Linked DNA regions of Mus musculus: region 2 is linked to region 1. Evidence: chromatin contacts called from public HiChIP or PLAC-seq data. All regions are on one chromosome and are shown on one strand. Each heading gives the region's core, a stretch centred on a gene start, on an enhancer-like site or on the middle of the called end of the contact. The rest is flanking DNA. Distances are from core to core; before and after follow the strand shown. Region 1 holds the start of Nmnat3 (nicotinamide nucleotide adenylyltransferase 3). Region 2 holds the start of Rbp2 (retinol binding protein 2, cellular).

Region 1 (4,204 bases), core at 1,077-3,576:
TTAGAGCAAATCCTAAATCTATATCAGTTGTGTGGACAAGACCACAGAAGACCTCAGGCCCATTCAAGGTGTAAAATTTACCAAGCCTCTTTTTTCATTAATTGTTGTTAACACATAAATATCATATATATATATATATATATATATATATATATATAATGTGTATATATTATACATGTGTATACCATACAATATATACATACATAATACACATATATGTATTAATAATAAAGAAAGAAAGAGGCATGAATTTGAGAGAGCAAGGAGGGATATACAGGAGGGTTTTGAAGGGAGAAAAGGGGGGATGATGTAATTATATTATAACCTTAAAAATATAAAGAAGATATTATAAATACACACACATGTAAATGCCAAGCAGCTGACAGGTGTTTCCTGAAGCCACTCTCTCAAATCTGTGCTGGTCTCAAGTTCTGAGGGGTCCTCAGCAAGGGGCCAGCAGAGACGGTGCCTCAGGGGAGAGAGCTGCCAGTGGAAGAGCTGCCTCTTGGGGCTGGCGGGATCAGGTGGTGCTTGCTGGGAAATGTGTACCTAGACCAGCAGTTCTCAACCTGTGGGTCGCAACCCCATTTGGGGGCTCACATAGATATCCTGCCTATCAAATATTTAAACTATAATTCATAACAGTAGCAGAATTACAGTTCAGAAGTGGCAATGAAATAATTTTTATGACGAGGTCACAACGTGAGGAACTGTATTAAAGGACTGCAGGAGCAGGAAGGCTGAGAACCACTGGCCTAAATGCTAAATGGAAACAAGGCAGCTTCCCTCACAAGGCTCAGAGTCCGCATGGTAAGTGGCCAACCTTGCACAGGCTCCAGGAGAGCAGGTCTTGTATCTGGCTTCTCCTAACCCTTAGTGTCAAGGGAAAGGCATGAGCCAAGTGTTTCCAAAAAATGGTTAAACCAGTCCTCAACTTAGAGAACAGGCTGTATTGTGAGAGTTTACTCATCTGTCAGAGGGGAATGTACTAAGGCGGGGGGGGGGGGGGGGGAAGCTTACTCTGAGACAGACACCTCAAGTTCAGTCTTGAGGAGCAGAGATACCTTCACCCCTGCTGTGCCCGCTGCTGTCTGAACAGCTCTGGCAGCTGCTTCCCACAAACCCATTTCCTGGTAGTACAAGCAGTCCCATCTTAGAACAGTGGCTTAAGAAACTGCCGAGGCAAATGCCCTGATCAAAAGCAACTCGGGTAGGAAGCCTTTATTTGCCTTGCTCTCCCAACGTCACAGTCCCATTAATGATAGAAATCCAGGCAGGGGCTGAAGCTGAGGCCATGGAGGACCACTGCTTCCTGGCTTGTTCTCCAAGGCTTGCTCAGCCTATTACAACTAAGGACCACCACTGGGGTGGGGGACGTGGGAAAGGGTGTGGTGGAATCCCCCACTGTGGGCTGAGCCCTCCTACATACATCAGTAATCAAGAAAATGCCCCCACACCCTTTTGGTCAGGTTAGTCTAATGGTGGCATTTAAAAACTCCAAGTTCTCTCTTTCCAGATGACTCACTTGTTGACGTCGACTAACTAGGACAGGAACTCGCAGGCACCAGCTCTCTGCAGGACGATCCCAAGGGAACCTCCTTCCCAAGCCTTACTTTATGTCTGGAATTCCGTCATTCACGGGGTAGCTTTAGCTCCAGCAGGTTTTGCTGACGGGAAACGTAATAAAACTTCTCCAGCACCCTGCGCTTTTATTTACTTATCTTAAAAATTATCTCCACAGCTCCTACTAATTTGAACTGTCATACTTTAATGTGTGTGGTTTGCCTTTGCTGGAGGTCTCCTCGCTAGTCTGTGCTCTGCGGGGCAGCACGCTACACGTGACAATCGCTGGAACCCCACTTAGGCCAATAGAAAGAGAACACTGAACAATACGCTGTAATTGTCACACACTTACTTTTAACTGACTGTAAACGTGCTGCAGGGGGGATCCGAACCCGTGTCAGCTCGAGCCAATCGGTCAGAAAAGTGACCGTGGGGCTAGCGTGGTTCTGCGCTCCACAGCCATCTGACTCTGTCGTGCGCGCGCGCGCCCGAGTCGCCGCCCCCGAGAGTCACGTGGGCCTGGTAGGTACGCGGGGACTCAAGGCTTCGTGGACACCCACGCGGGCGAAGCAGGCAGCCAAGGTCGCTGGCTGTGCTTACCTGCGCGTCGCGGGGCTCCGCTCAGAGTCAACAGGGACCGCGGATCTGCTGCTCGACCAGGATGGGTCACCCCGCAGATCGCCCTAAGACTAACTAGTCTTGACCCAGGCTGGGGGCGGAGCCGCGAGTGAACTTGACCTTGCGCTCCCAGCTTCCTGCTGTGGGCGGAACTCCCGGGAGACAGAGCGGAGCTTTGCCCCGCCCCCTCAGCGACCTAAGACCACGCCCCGTGCCCCGCCCCCGCTCTTCAGGTCCTCAGTAGATTGTCATCTGTGGCCTTTCTGCTCTGTGTTTTCATTTTTTACTTTTTTTTTTAGTTTTGTATTCTGTTTGTTTCTTTCATCTAACTTTCACTCTGGTTTTTAAAAGCCTGAATTAAAACCATATCAAGCAATGTATGAACAGTTCTTAAAGTATAAAATAGCTACTTACAATGAAAGAAACAAGCCCCTCCTGTTCTGCTCTACCTAGAGCCCTTTTTCATCAGTCCCTTCCTTGGATGGTCACTTTTTGTCGCAAAAAAAAAAAAAAAAAAAAAAAAAAAGAAAGAAAGAAAGAAAAAGAGCTTACATAGCGATTTCTTGATTTATCTATTGACTTTCTGCCATGTTAGATGAGGATTTACTCTTCCTGGGCCCCTGCTTCCCTCTTCTGACACATTTACACCTCTATTCTCCAGCTCTGCCTTGGTGAGGATAAAGGTTGTGGGGGGATGGGGTTCTGAAGCTGGCACAGTTTGGGGGAGGGGAAAATGGGGGCTATTTTAGAAAGAAAATACAATTAGGACTTTCTGGCAAGTATATTCATTCATACTAAGAAATTGCAACCGAATCCTTGGAGATTCAGGACCTACTCCCGGAGGTCTTTGTGTAATTTAGAACCTTAATTTGCCTCGCTAATGCAGAGTAGTTTCTCAGCCTCCCATAACCCTCTATAACTGCCCAGCCCTCACAAGAAGCTTCACCGTGGCCTGTCAATCCTAATGGAGTGAGTTGCAGGGTGGGGGGAAAAATCAAGGGTGATGTCAAGGCTTGTGAATGCTAAACATTTAAGCTCCCCCCTCCTCCTAGCCACAGTGATAAATCAACTCCTGGGTGGAGAGCTAGCTCTGGACCCAGTTTCTATCCCCAGTCTCCCATGATATTCCCAGGCTCTTAGGAAGGGCCACACCTTTGCCATTAATCAGTATGTGGGCACACAGGTAGCCCCACTAAGAAACCAGGGAAAAGATACCTCCCCACTCAGGCAGTAGACCCTGTGCCCTTTGCGTTTCTTCTGGGAAACTTAGGGTACAATGCACCTCCATAAAGTGACCCCAAGCAAGCAGCTTTACCTACTCAGGTTTCAGTTTCCTTCCCTGTAATCAGTAGAAACAACCCTCTACCTCGATGGCTTTGGAGGAGGTTCAAGCAGCACGATAGTAGCTAAGTGTACAGTGTCCTTTGGATAGTTTCTTACTGATGCCAGCAGCGTAGGTGGTGTGTCACAAAATTTGGAGGCATCTGTGAGCATATGTAGTGTACACACTCCTACAGGTTGGTTTACTTTCATAAATTAACCAAAGGCCAAGTCTTTCTGAGTCAGGACCCGGGGCTGTGGAGGCAGAGACTAGACACAGCCAGCCAGAGAGAGCCTGAACAATGACTTCTCCTTCAGAGGAAGATTTCCACCCTGCATCATGGAAGACTGAGGCCTGGCTGAAGAGAAGACTGGGTGAGAAGCACTGTGTGCTTTGGGAAGGCAGCACAAACCTTATATAACAGCCAGGCTTTAGCTAACATAGCGGGGAGAGGCAGGCCTGAGAAACCCAGGCTGGACCGAAGCCTAGCTGCTTTTATTCTGAAGGGGAATAACAGGATCCCCGTCACAGCTGGCTACTCCATCATAAGTAGAATGGGAGCCTCTGGGTACATTTAATTTCTCTATGACCCTGTTCACTAAAGGAAGACATCTAGAGATACCATCACAGAAAGGATTTGATGGAGAATATGTGCTTGAGTCTCTCCTAAGTAGACTATGGTACGTGCAGTTGAGTGGAAGT
Region 2 (4,253 bases), core at 263-2,762, 190 kb before region 1:
ATAGCCCATGTGATACGAATTTCCGTTGTTCAGAATCACAGCTGTACCCAGCACCATTAGAGAAACAGCAATTTGTATTGTAGTGTCATTATCCCTATTTGGCAGGTGGAAAAATTAAGGCCCTGAAATGCTAAGAACTGGATCCCACCTCACAGAGGAAGTCTTGGGCATGGCACAGGCTGTACTCACTCTGTGTTTACTTACCTTATCAATGTGATAATGTTCAAAATTATGGTTCTGAACTATGCTCTAATTGACTACATATGTGGGTTCTGAAATCCATTTCCATTAGCCACTCATGTTGCTAGACAGGAGTGTGGCAGGAATAGTTCCTTTTTGCCTAGGTTCTGTTACACCCCCTTCCAAATTGATTTGGTATCTTAACCCTAGTAGGTGGGGCTCTAATGAGAGGATTTTTGTCTGTCTTTCTTTAGTTGCAGAAAAAGACCCTACAAGTCCATTCTTATAGATGCTTCTCACCACCATATTCAAATTATCTGTGGCCATATGCAGTCATTTCTCTCATGCTTGTATGGCTCCCCAACATTCAGGGATGTCACTCTGGATGTGGGGAATTTCAATGTAGAAAAGGTGACCAGTGTGCTGTTGCAGTAAAGAAGTTCAGTAGCTAAGCTCCTTGTCCAGTGCCTGGTTGCTGCCATTCTTTGGAGGTCCCCTGTGGCGACTCACTCCATCTTCTTCCAAGTACAGCCCAAATCACATGTTTCTGCCAACACCAGGTGAGACCTACAGACCTGCCCCGTCATTGACTCGGGACATAAACAAATTAGCAACCCTTGGCCTGGAGCCCAGTGCAGAACTTGAATAAGCAGTGGGTGATTTGAGTCCTGTGACAAAAGCCCCCCTCAGAACTCTGAGAGCTTGAATGTCTCTAGGTAGCGAATTGGATGGCTGGTCCTTCGGTGCTTTCTATGTGAAGGCTGAGGAAAACTCAAGCAGGAGTTATTCATTGGTGGCGATGTCTAACTCAATGGGTTACCTGTGAGATGGTGATGACAAGGCAGGAGAGTGATTCTGTTGTCCTCTCAGGGCAGACTATATCTGTCGTGGTGTGTGTATGCATGTACTGTGTGGGAACACATGTACACATGTATATGCATTCTCCGTTCAGTGTTTTCTGTCAGCCACGCACCGTGCAAAGAACATTCTAACCTCATCACACTTATCATTTCTAGGTAGAAAAACAGCCTCAGAGAGTTCCCGGGACTTAACTGACTCTGCCCTGCTACAACTCTGGAGAGAGGGTTTGCACACAGCTCTGGTGAATCCCAAACTAGCACCTCCTCAAGGACCAGTCTACTGTCTTCTTAATGTCCCTTGTCTCCCCATCCCCTTCATCTCTTACCTAGGGCCTTCATGTAGCCTTCAAAGTTCTCATTACTCTCCATTTCCCAGGTTCCATTTTGGTCCTTCGTCATGATGGTGGCCTCTGGTTTGATGTGGACGTTCGGTGACTGTGAAGGAACAGGCTGCAGGGAGACTATGCTAAATGTTACTGCTTTTATAGCTTAGTGGACCAGGTATATAAAGATAATAGAGTCAAAGGTCATAAGCCCAGCTCAAAGGAACTGCCCTTGCCTTTGCAAAGTTCAACAGGTCTGTGGGCAGTCCAGGCACAAAGTCCTGCCGTTGCCAGGTCTGCGTGTCCCTGTGATCTCCATGACACACTGCCTTGGAGCAGCTCATTTTAGGCTGACTGGCCTCCCACAGAGATCCTGGCCTCACACAGAACATTCCATACAGTTCCTAAGGAAAACAAACACTCAGTATTTGTCCCACACGTTCTGCAGGACACCGGAGCCAGGCTTGCCTATCACATAACCAGCATTGATTTGGCCAGTGAAGCTGATGGTGGGTTTTTACATCTGAGGAACTGTTCTTGTGCCAGGCCACACTTGAACTTCATTTTGTCTCAGTTCACAAAAGCTCTGTGGGTTGTATTTAACAGCCCTCCCCACCTCCTGACTCTCTCTCTCTCTCTCTCTCTCTCTCTCTCTCTCTCTCTCTCTCTCTCTCCAGGTCTACAAGGCTCAGGGAAGTTAAATGATAAGCCCAAGGGTGACTTGTAAAAACAGAACCTGGAAAATGAACTGTGACCTGTGACAGCAGAATGGGACAGAAAGGACCTTTGGGGATTCATCACTTGCCTTCCACATTCAGATTTAAGCACTTTAAAACAGTCCCCCCAAACCCCACAGGTCTTGCATGCAAGAATATAAGGCAAGCTGGCCTGGTGGGGTGGGGCTGAAGATAAGAAGGGCTATTAATTGTGGTGAGCAGGAAGCCTGGGTGTAAATGGGCATAGAGAGAAAGAGCTGTTGGTGCTGATATAAGACAAGAAGGGGAAACAGACAGGAAACCTAGTCTCTTGAGGGGCCCATTGCTTCAGTGAAGTTGCACACGAGTCAAAATAACAGTGAAACAAAGAAAGCCCGTGTCTTTAGCTTGGACACTGCGTGGGTCGAAAGAAGTCCTCCACTTTGGCCTGGGTCTAGACTTTGAATTTAGATTTCTGGGCTAACCTAAGGGATTCAGCAAGTGTAAAATTACCTGGAAGCACACATTCAAGCCAGGCCAGACAGAGTTCTCTGTGGTAAAGACATAGCAACAATAGGTTCAGGACCAGAAAACACGGTGAAGCTGATTGCCAAGAACAAGCAGCCCCAGAAGCAGACAGGTTTCCAGGAGTTCCAGAGAGCAATCAGGAGACAGATTTAAAATCAATAAGGAAATTCAAAAATCACCCCCAAACTTTAAAAGGCACAAAGTGATATTTTTTAAAAACGAGAATTACTGCCAGGTGTAGTGGTCCATGCCTTTAATCCCAGCATGCAGAAGGTGACAGGTGGATATCTATGAGTTCCAGGCCAACCTGGTCTACTAGCAAGTTCCAGGTTAGCCAGAGTTACACAGTGAGATTCTGCCTCAAAAAATGTTGTTAGTAATTTAAAAATTAAAACTATGGTTGCTAGGGACTGTGCATAGCTACACTCAGGCACACATGTAATATAAAATACAGAAAATATTTAAAATATATAGTTGCTAAAGTTAAAAAGGCAAGAGGTTGTCTAAATAGTTTATTAAATACAGCTAAAGAAAGTATCTGTAAAGTAGAAGGGCTGAGAACTTTACTCAGAGGCTACATACACTGCTTAGTTTTTGTCAATTTGACCCAATCCTGGATAGGAACCTCAGTTGAGAAATTGCCTCTAACAGATTATCCTGTGGGCAAGTATGTAGGGCATTTTCTATATAAATTATTGATTATGGGAAGGCCCAGTCCTCTGTGGATGTGCCACTCATGACCAGGTGGTCCTGGGTTGTATAAGGAAGCAGTCTGACAAAGCCATGGAGAGCAAGCCAGTAAGCAGTGTTCCACATGTTCTCTGCTTCAGTTCCTACCTCTAGATTCCTGCCTTGAGTTTTGCCCTGGCTTTTCTCATTGATGAGCTGTAATAGGGACGTGTAAGCCAAATACACCTCAAGTTGCTTTTGGTCAGACTCTTTTATCATAGCAAGAGAAAGCAAGACAACAGTACTAACACAGAAGATATCATGGTGAAAACTCAGAGGGGAAAAAACCTAAGTAGGTAAAAACAACAAATCATCTATAAAAGAACAATGCGGCAGTGGGGTTGGCTTTAGGCTTTTCAACAGCCTTGGTAGAGTCTAACAACGGAGCTCTACCCTCCTACAAGTGAAGGAAAATACTTTTAAACAAGAATTCTAAACTCAGGTTGTGTATTACTCAAATATAAACACACACACACACACACACACACACACACACACACACACACACACACATCAGCCCATCAGCCTCAGCACAAAGCCCAAGCCAAACCATGAAGCCAGTATGTTTATGTTGGGTGGTGAGGCCAGCACTAGGAAGGCTCCTGTACTACCTGGGTTAGGGTCCCATCTGTCAGCCTGAAAACCTCAGTGGCAGAATGCTTGAGCAGAAGGAAAAGCAACTGTTGGAATCATGCCCATCACCAAACTCTATCCCACTCTAGAAAAATCACTGAAAGCTTGTCAGGAACTTCCTTGTTGAAGTGAATAATAATTATCTGATTACTTCTGGTCAGTGCTGACTCCTTTCAGCCCAACTTGGCCAAGTTAAGTTGAGGTTTCAATAAAGAAACCCTGCCCACCTTGTCTGTAGTATGTGGCTTGGCCTTATCTCCTCTATATAAGATCCCTTTGTCTTGTATCAAAATCCGGTATGTTTG

Evidence for each region. HiChIP or PLAC-seq counts read pairs in DNA pulled down with a chosen protein or histone mark.
Region 2: a contact with region 1 is called in a FOXA1 HiChIP or PLAC-seq map of pancreatic cancer cells. The contact joins the promoter of Rbp2 here to the promoter of Nmnat3 in region 1. A contact is called at or near these places in 1 of 39 promoter capture datasets (the HPC-7 cell line), 3 of 484 Hi-C or Micro-C datasets (the G1E-ER4 cell line and uterus), 1 of 115 datasets of contacts at active chromatin or transcription factors (pancreatic cancer cells) and 2 of 9 other capture datasets (adipose tissue and liver).

Annotation. Positions count from the first base shown.
Region 1 is chr9:98,294,692-98,298,895 of GRCm38.p6, reverse strand. It overlaps Nmnat3 (nicotinamide nucleotide adenylyltransferase 3), which reads right to left and starts at 2,326. Exons shown (of 5, transcript NM_144533.3): 1 at 1,916-2,326. It overlaps Gm46126 (a long non-coding RNA gene), which reads left to right. Exons shown (of 2, transcript XR_001779264.2): 1 at 1-810; 2 at 1,517-1,699.
Region 2 is chr9:98,487,796-98,492,048 of GRCm38.p6, reverse strand. It overlaps Rbp2 (retinol binding protein 2, cellular), which reads right to left and starts at 1,512. Exons shown (of 4, transcript NM_009034.4): 1 at 1,367-1,512. The coding sequence starts at 1,439.